2 separate regions of the Oryctolagus cuniculus genome follow, and region 1 is linked to region 2. A link is a contact called in public Micro-C data. All regions are on one chromosome and are shown on one strand. The core of a region is the stretch at or near the end of the contact, and the rest is flanking DNA. Distances in the headings are between cores, read along the strand shown.

Region 1 (4,540 bases), core at 1,592-4,091, 230 kb after region 2:
CAAAGACAGCCTTCCCTGAGATGCTGGGACTACTGGCCAAACTGGTCTTTCTCCAGAGCTGCTGAGGTGGCTTACTGTTGGTCTGAGAATGAATTTAACAGAGAGGGAAGGAAGCACATACAGTACTAAAGCTTTCAGGCCACAGAGTTTAATAAAAAGAAAAATCCCATTTTTCATTCGTTTTGGCTTTTCATCATTTCAATTAAGAGTCATGACTAATAAATTTACTGGATAATCCACAGCTCTAAAATTCATGAGTCTAAATTTAACCAAAGTATTTGGCATTTAAAAAAAAGTCCACTGTTGGATAAAATACTTACACGGTGAATGTCTAAAAAATTAAGCAATGTGTTCTATTCAAAGAAAAGTGTACTACAGAGTTGGATGATATGAATAACATCCTGATCCTGGCAATTTACAAAGTGAATCTGATCAGTTCATCTCTGTGGGCCTCTAAGAATATGAGTATAAGGGATAAGCTGAAGAAATAACCTTTATGCTCTTACAAAGTCCTTAATTTTAAGCACTGTATGAAACCTGTCATCCTTGGTTAATTTGACCATAATGAGACTATCTTTCATGAATTAAAAAAAATATTAATTTTTATTTGAAAAGCAGAGAGAATCAGAGATCTCTCATCTGCTGGTTCCCTCCCTAAATGGCCAAAACTGCAGGGCTGGGCCATGCTGAAACCTGAACTCAATCTGTGAGTAGGTTGCATAGACCCAAGTATTTGAGCCATCACTTGTTGACTCCCAGAGTATACATTAGCAGAAGGCTAGAATTTGGAATGGAAGCAGAACTTGAACCCCGTCAGACATAGGACGTCAGTGCCTTAACTGCTAGGTAAAATGCCTACCCCATTCCTCCAGTAAACATTTAGAGTTCCCAAGTTTACCAGGTACTGTACTAGGTACTGAGAAGACAGGGATGAATAAGACCCTGTCCTGACATCAAAGGGCTTACAATCTAGCAGGAAGGAAAAAATCTGAAAAACTAGACAATTACCCTACACGATAAGTGTGTGTGTGGGGGGGGTCAGAATTGAGTGTTCAGGGGTTACAAAAACAGCCCAGGGAGTGCCTGACTCTATTCTGCAAAGTGGGGAAAGGCTTCACAGGGAGCAATGGTGTCTGAAAGGAATCTTAACAGATGCAAAGACGTCTGCCTAATCAACAAGAGGAATAAGCTAGCCCTGGGCTGAAGAGATAGGTTCTTCAAAAGGATTTCTAAGCAGTTCAGTATTAGTGGGACACACAATAAGATGACTGGCAGGAAAGAAATGAATGTCAGGAGCTATTCCAAAATTATAGTGGGCTCTATATGCTAAGACGGAATTGACTACGCAAGCAGTGAGAAGCCACTGTAAGCATCTTAAAAGAATTTATCAAGTTTTAGATGAACTGATTTTTTTAAATTAGACTTCAAATGACCATTTAGTATTCAAAAATGTAAACATACAAGCTAAAGAAAAAAATCCATTTAATTATGTGATTATGTCAATTAAACAATCTCTAGATTTTAATGCATAACCTATATATATCTTTAGATTATAATACATAATCTACATATACGTATCTCCATTATATAGTCAGCATTTGATAAATGTTTGGTGAATGAACTGTGGCAGGCACATTGCTTAACAACAAAGATCTTAAAACACCCGTGGCAGAAAGTGCAAAAGCTTAAGATTCGTTTCAAGTCTCCAGGCAAAGGATCCCCTCCTAAAAAGCAGGCAACATTTCTCCTAATGCCTTTTTCCCCTCTGCATAGTTATCATGACTTAATCAAAAGCTTCCTTTCCCTCCTAATACCCGTCTTATAAGAATACTCATATGCTAGTTGAGGCTACTCCCAGCCATTCCGAGTTCAGCGTCTTTCCAGGCACTGTCCAAGCCCAAGTTTAGCATCCTCTCCAACACTACACTCTGTCTCAGCTTCAAAATCTCAGGAGTTCACTAATGTTCAACTTCTAAAACGCTCATACCCATTTCAATATCAAATGTTGCTAGATCCCTCTATCACGCTCAATGCTACGACTGCAAACTACACCGCTACCATTTGGAACCTGCTTCTACAGGTGCACCTTCCCTATCCAGTCCTACAAACCTCGTTACTGCAGAGAGCATAGAATTTGGAATTACTGAAGTCCAGGTGCAGTTAACATGGAATGGTCATCCTAAACCAATGCGTCATATGCTAGTCCTCTAGTCCTTATTAAGAGTTGAACGACTTCACAAGGGTCCGTGTGACACCACTCCTGGAGACTCAGGGGTCAAAAATGTAGCTAGTGCTTTCGGTTCTTCCTCCTATCTCTTAAGACTGAAACGGCAAGAATGATGGATGGGTACAGGGGGGCGGGGAGGATGCTGGCGCCTCACTTCCGACTGCCATGCTGTAACCCAAAAGATTAAGTGTGGCTTTTCCGCAAGTTACAGGCGAAGGCAGACCGGACTCCAAAGCTCCTACGGTAGCTCTTCAAGGGCAAAGATACAAAAAGAGATTATTCTTAAGCAAGAGTCCTTTGCTCGTTCAGAACCCACCTGTCAAAAGCGGCGTGGACGGCGCCATCTTGTCCCGGAAAAAGAAACCCACGCGCCAGGGTGAAAGTTCACAAGGGTCGAACCCAGCCCCTACACGTCTCCTCCGGCGTGGAGACCGAGAGTTGGTGTTTCCGGGGCCACCAGCCTCGGGGCCAACTAACTTCCGGTTGTAGAGCGAAGCCGGAAGAGAACCCGAAGGCGCACGCGCAGCTCTGGGGCTACATTTTTACACAACGTGGGAGGGCTGGGCTAGGGCGGGCGTGCCTGCTTTGCCCTCCCTCGCCAGCGGGCGGAGCCCGCACTTCCGCGGGGTGGAGCCTGCCTAGTGCTGACGTTGGCACCCGAACCCGAAGTAGTTCGAGGCGGCAGGCTGCACAGTTCGCTTGTTGCGTTGCATTTCCTTCCTGCCTTCTCTCCACGCTCCCGGGGGCGGCCAGAGAGGCGGCGGCGGCGCAAGAACGTTCTGGCGGCCTGCTCGCTTCCTCTCGCGCGCCCGCCTCGCGCCGCCGGCCAGTCGGCGGTCCGCGCCCCGCTAGCGCTCAGCTCCCGCGCTCGCCGGGCCCAGGCCCAGCGGCCGTAGCTAGCGCCCAGCCCAAGAGCCTCCAGCTCCGGCGGAGCGGCCACCAGAAGCGGAGCCTGGCCGTGGCCTGAGAGGAGAAGGAAGCGAGCGAGTCCGAGGGGTGGCCGGGCAGGTGCTGGCGCCGCGAAGATGGTCGCCAAACAGCGGATCCGTATGGCCAACGAGAAGCACAGCAAGAACATCACCCAGCGCGGCAACGTCGCCAAGACCTCGGTGAGGGGAAAGTGGACGCCCCGTCCTGTGCCGCAGCTGGGGCTCGGGCTCGGGCCCGGGCCTGGGGCCGCGTCTGCGTCTCCGCCTCTGGGCCCCGGGGGCCGCAGACTGCGAGCTGGACGATAAGTCGGGGGGTCTTTGGATCGCGGGGGAGACTTGCGGGAGGGCCTGGCCCCCTGGGGGTGCGGGCTCCGGCGGTGGGTTCTCTGCGTGTGAAACGGTGGGTTTTGCCTTTTGCAGAGAAATGCCCCCGAAGAGAAGGCGTCCGTAGGACCCTGGTTGTTGGCGCTCTTCATTTTTGTTGTGTGTGGCTCTGGTAAGTGTTTTGGGGGCTCCCGTCGAGTGGAGGGTTGGGGATGACGTGGTGACGGATCCGCGGTGAGTCCAGCCCCGACCCACCTGCCGAGAGCGCCACTTAATTCCATTTCATCGGAACCAAATTACTTGTCCCACATATGCACAGAGGGTGGTGCTCCAGAAACTTCTCCCAGCTTGATTTGTGCGCAGAGGAGATCAGAAAGGAGGTCAGATCTGCGGTAATGTTCAAGTTGGAAGACATTTAAGACGAAACAAAAACCAAACTTGCCTCTCGGAATGAGAATTTAGAATGTTGTGCAGCCCCATTATCAGTGCCTTTCCAAAGAAGCTTCTGAACGTCATGTGTCTGGATATTAAAACTGGGTGTAACACGTAGCGGAGTCTCTTGTCTTTATGTGAAAATTGGATATATTTCATAAAGTAGAGCAAGTGCAAAGAATTGATTTACTGTAGAGGAAGCATACCTGATGGGCAATTTAACATGGAAGACAAATGTGTTTGGATTAATGAGAGAAGTGTTCTGACATATGGTAAGAAAATCTGATGCTGTTAATAGTGATGGACACTTGCCTCTGCAAACAGACTGCAGAATATCTTTCTTGTCTTCGTTTATTCTCTTCATACGCCAGCTTTAGTGTTGAAATAGATGTTTCTGTTTTCCACATGTTGAAGTTACACGGAGATTTCTGTTTAACATTCCACTTTGCCTTTCTCCTGAACCTACCAATTGGAAGCTTTCCTGATAAATGGCCAAGAGCCAAGTAGTTTATATAACCTTAAAGGATTATTGAGTTTCAGCTTTGTGAGAATGAGGAAATATGCATATATTATAGCCAGGCCGTAAAAGGATGCTTAATTATTTAAGGATAAACCAAAATAATTCTGT
Region 2 (5,188 bases), core at 575-3,074:
ATGGCGCAAGTGGTTGAGTCCCTGCCACCCACTTGGGAGACCTGGATAGAGTTCTCAGTTCTTGCTTTCTGTTGGGCCCAGCCCAGGCTGTTGAGAACATTTGGGGAGGGACCTAATGGATGGAGCTCTGTCTCTTTGCCTCTCAAATAAATAAAATGTGATTTATTTATTTTTTTGTAGGCTCTAATAGCATATTTCTTGGACCTATTTTATCCATGGGTATTCACTAGTATTAATTTTAAGTATATGGGGCTGGCATTGTGTTACCCATATGGGCATCGGTTCAAGTCCCAGCTGCTCCATTTTCCAATCCAGCTCCCTGCCAATGTGCCTAGGAAAGCAAAGGAAGATGGACCAAGTCCTTGGGCCCCTGCCACCCACATGGGAGATCCAGAAGAAGCCCCTGGCTCCTGACTCCTGGCTTTCGCCTGGCCCAGACTGGCCATTGTGGCAATTTGGCGAGTGTCTCTCTCCCTCCCTCTGTAACTCTGCCTTTCAAATAAATAAATCTTTTCAAAAATAACTCAAAAAAGTTTAAACATTCACTAAAATGTCCTAAAACAGCTAATATTTAAATGAACCTTATGATATATCTCATATATGACATATTTGACACATAGCATACTCACTTAACCCTTAATACCCACCTATAAGATGAGTATTGCCTTTATTCCACTTCTACAGATGAGGAAATTGAGGCCCAGATAAGTTTTTTAAGAACTTGCCCTTGCGGCTGGCGCTGTGGTGCTATGGGTTAAAGCCATGGCCTGAAGCACCAGCAACCCATATGGACGCCGGTTTGAGTCCCAGCTGCTCCACTTCCGATCCAGCTCTCTGCTATGGCCTGGGAAAGCAGAAGATGGCCCAAATCCTTGGGCCCCTGCACCAGCGTGGGGAGACCCAGAAGGAAGCTCCTGGCTCCTGGCTTCGGATCAGCGCAACTCCAGCCGTTGCGGCCATTTGGGGAGTGAACCAGCGGATGGAAGTCCTCTCTGTAACTCTCTTTCAAATAAATAAAAGAAAAAAAAGAAACAAACAAAAAAAGAACTTGCCCAAAGCCACAGACATCAAGGACACAGGCACCATTTTTCACCCAGTTGACAACCTGTTGTTCTAACCTCTGTCCCACAAAGACTACCCAATTCCCAACTAAGCAGCCCGTTCCCTTGACTCAAGCAAGTGTGCACAAAAGTAATTTAACCCGAAGCACATCTTAACCATTCAACGAACACGGGGTTCACGCCGGGCTGCCACGCCTCCAGAATCGCTTCCGCGGCGAGGCCGGTCCTCACGCAGCGCCCACAGTCTTCCTGAGCCTCACGACGCACCCTAGATGATCTCCAACTCTGCTTTAGCCTACGCTACCCCACCCCCGAACTGCTATGCAAATTAAAGATGCTCGGGTCACCAAGGCATCCTCCCCGTCAGCTGGTCACTGAATAAGGGGGGGGGGGGGTTTCCTGTCCACCCCTCGAGACAGGACCACCGAGTAGCCCAACCCCGGCCTTAACAGTCCAGCACTAGGTCCGGTGCCGGCTGCAGACCCCCTCCGAGCCCCTGGTCCCGACCCCGCGTTCCAAGCGCGACAGCCCGGCGGGCTGCGTCGCACGCCTCCCCCACGCGCTGGTGACTCAACCGAGGGAAGAGGACCTCTGGGTTTTTCCGACATGTCCCCGGCGCCCGCGCCCCGCCCCGCCAGCTCGCGTGCCGGCCCGCCCACCGGCCACGCCCCCGCGCGCCCGAAGTTGCCCCTGTGGTTTGAGGGTGGGGAACGGGACGGCTGGGCTACCCGGGGTGTGGCCACGGGACGCCGGAGGTCGGCCCTCCTTCCCGGACCGGGAACCGCGACCCCGCGCGGCGGCGGCGGCGGCCGGGGCGAGCGGGGCGTGCTCCCTGCAGCCCCAAGCAGGAAGCGCCCGCACTGGGCGGCCCCCTGCGCCGCCAGCTGGAACCGGGCGGAGCCCGCGCCGGGGCGCAGGGTGGCTCTGCCAGTCCCCGCGCGCCTGGGCGGCCGCACACGTGTCCAGGCGTCACGTCCGCGCGCGCCCCCGGGGCTTGCGTCAGCGGCCGCTCCAGAAGCTGCTGGGCTGGGTTCTGCGCGCCGCTCGGGGTCGGGGCCCGAAAGCCGCCGGGAGGGAGGAAGGCACCGCGCCGGGTGGGACGCACAGGGCTGTGCGGATCGCCCGGGGCCGCGGAGGGCGTCGGCGCGGCCCAGCCCATCTCCCACCCGCCCACCGCCCGCCTGCCGAGAGCCGACCGTCGCCGTTGCCCGGTCCGGGGGCTGGGCGCCGTGGCGTTGCCCCGGAGCCTGCCGCCCGCGGGGCGCGCACCGCCTTGACCCGGGCGGCCCCGCGGCAGGCAGGCGCCCGCAGTTCCATGGTGGGCTCCGAACGCGATGAGCCGCCCGTCCTCCACCGGCCCCAGCGCTAACAAACCCTGCAGCAAGCAGCCGCCGCCGCAGCCCCAGCACGCTCCGTCCCCGGCTGCGCCCCCGGCCGCCGCCACCATCTCGGCTGCGGGCCCCGGCTCGTCCGCGGTGCCTGCCGCGGCGGCGGTGATCTCGGGCCCCGGCGGCGGCGGCGGCGGCGGTGGCGGTGGCGGCGGGGCCGGCCCGGTGTCCCCGCAGCACCACGAGCTGACCTCGCTCTTCGAGTGCCCGGTCTGCTTTGATTATGTCCTGCCCCCCATCCTGCAGTGCCAGGCCGGGCACCTGGTGTGTAACCAATGCCGCCAGAAGTTGAGCTGCTGCCCGACGTGCAGGGGTGCCCTAACGCCCAGCATCAGGAACCTGGCTATGGAGAAGGTGGCCTCGGCGGTCCTGTTTCCCTGCAAGGTAAGCCCGGGGACCTGTCGGCAGGCCCTGAGAGGTGGGGGGCATCTTTCTTGTTTGAAGGGGTTGGGGGGGGGCAGTGTCTACCCTACGTCCACTCTTCCCCCGAGCCGGCCTGTCCACTTCGGGAGTCACTCTGGGTTGATTGACATTTGCCCGGACACTGAACCCAGAAGGATTGGCCCTCTCGCTGCTGGTGGGAACACATCCTAGCCTTCCGTGCCCTGTGCCTGCGTCCTCAGCCGACATGTGCTCGGGTGTGCTCGGTACGGCTGGGCCGCCCAAGTAAAACTTGAACTGGGTGGCTCACCGTGGGGACCGGGGAGGGAGGAAATGGGCGAGCTGAAGGCAGCATTTACCAGCACTCGGCTTGGCAGCGCTCGTACAGGATTCCTCATGCGCCCCGCGCCCCCGGTCTGCACACCCCTGACACGTGGGAGCTCCCGGGAGTGTAGCTAAAAAAAGGGCGCCCGAGCCTGTTTTCCTCCTGCAACCAGAAAGCCCTGCAAGCCACGCCTTCCCCTCTGCTGGCCTTCCCCGGGACTGAGGAGTTGTGGCTGCGTTTTTGTACTGAACAGGGTGAAAACGAGGCCGACTGGGAACTTGACAAGGGCTCCTAGGAGCTGTGTTACAGTCTTTGAAGCCCAGCATGTTATTATTACTTTTTTTTAAGTTACCAAACCACAGACCAGAAAAGTTAAGTCCAGAAAGACCAAGACCCCTCCCTTCCTTTCCCATCAGCGTTGGGTTTGGTGAGGGAAGACTTTTTAAACCATGCTTCTATGCATCCTCACAGCTAAATATAGAGCCCTCCTTGTGTGTGTGGCCGAGGAGTTTTTAATACCCACACATAAATTTTGCTCCAAAAATGACTTCTGCAACCTGGTGTTCTTAATTGATGCTATCACATGCTGTTTAATGCCTGAGCCTAGCCCAACCTTAATGCACTTGAAATGGCTGCATAGTAGTGCATTGTGTGGTCATATTATAACATCTGTTTGTCTACGGCCATTACTTTAGAATCCCCAGGAGCAGTTTCACACACTTACCTGTCTATAATCATTGAACCTAGAGCTAGACCATAAAGTTAGTCTTCTAAACTGAGAAGTGGAAATAATGCTGTTAAAAGTTAACTGTTCTGCCTCTTTGGCCATTTAGGCTGCCTTGCATATCTCTTTGGTACTATTTTTTTTATAGGGCAAGAACTCACTTTTAAATTAAAAATAATCCACCCGAGAATTCAGACTTGGAACTCACATCAGTAAAATGAGTGATCTAATTTGGTCTCCTGCCCTGCAACAAATCAGGATTAAAATAGCATATTCAAATAAGGGTTTGAATCAGGGTTTGGACGATGGGTTTCTTGCAAGCTTAATAAGTTACTTTGCTTTCAGTCCTTCATATAATGCACACTACCTCCCTCAGCCCTTCATTTCTCATAAAATTTAAATAAAATACTTTCATAGCTTTCTTAGGGGAGTGAAGAGTGTGGCAGCCTAGTGATTAAAGAAGATTGGGTGATAGTTGACATAGAGTGGGTATCTTATGTTTGAGGTGTGTGTGTGTCTGTGTTATGGGGGTAGGAGTATGCCCCATGGGATTTCTGGGGAGCCACTGTCTCATACTTTCACTTTTCTGCAGGGGTGGGGTATCTTTTCTCTGCCAAGAGTGTTGGATATTTATAACATCATTCACGGGCCACACAAAATTATCAGCCTAAAAATCAGACTATTATAGTTTTATTGAATTTTTGAGTCCCACCTGGTTTTGCCTTGGTGGGGCCAGACTGAGTGATTTCAAGGGCCTTATAGGGCCCATGGGCAGGCCATTCCCCATCCCTGGTCTAAACCTTCAGCGGCTAACAGAAGAATTGGCTTTGACAGAATTTTATTTCACACGTGAACATTTGATATGTCAGTGTTCAAAATTTAATTTTAAAACACAACCATGGGAGAATTATGTTGGTCCCAAGAGAAAAAGAAGAAAACCGTGGTAACATGATGCATGGAGCGTGGAGGTGCAGTTTCTGGATCTAGAACTGTGGTTCCTGTTGAAGCATATGCTCTTTCCTAATGTGTAGCAGGCGAGTGAAGTCGTTCTTCAAGAGTGGTTCTCTTGGGAATCAGGAATAGTAAGCCTTTTTTTATAAATCATTGATTTTCCAAGTCTCTATAAGAATGCAGTTTGGCAAAGCCATCACTTGGCAAGCTGAAATTAAAAAGGGTCAGCCATTCTCCTACAGACCAGAAACCAGGCTTCAAACATTATCGTGGGGTCACTGTGTGTGTGTGTGTGTGAGAGAGAGAGAGAGAGAGAGAGAATTTATAAAGTTGAAGTGTGCATGCTTCATCTTTGGTT

What was found. Hi-C and Micro-C count contacts between places; a contact is called where the count stands out from the background.
Region 1: a contact with region 2 is called in a Micro-C map of ear pinna, with 4 times the contacts expected there. The contact joins the promoter of SERP1 here to the promoter of SIAH2 in region 2. A contact is called at or near these places in 2 of 6 Hi-C or Micro-C datasets (ear pinna and liver).

Annotation. Positions count from the first base shown.
Region 1 is chr4:130,845,910-130,850,449 of mOryCun1.1, forward strand. It overlaps SERP1 (stress associated endoplasmic reticulum protein 1), which reads left to right and starts at 2,842. Exons shown (of 3, transcript XM_017346842.3): 1 at 2,842-3,336; 2 at 3,577-3,652. The coding sequence starts at 3,253. It overlaps EIF2A (eukaryotic translation initiation factor 2A), which reads right to left and starts at 2,785. Exons shown (of 14, transcript XM_002716262.5): 1 at 2,544-2,785. The coding sequence starts at 2,571.
Region 2 is chr4:130,613,884-130,619,071 of mOryCun1.1, forward strand. It overlaps SIAH2 (siah E3 ubiquitin protein ligase 2), which reads left to right and starts at 1,825. Exons shown (of 2, transcript XM_008266327.3): 1 at 1,825-2,833. The coding sequence starts at 2,396.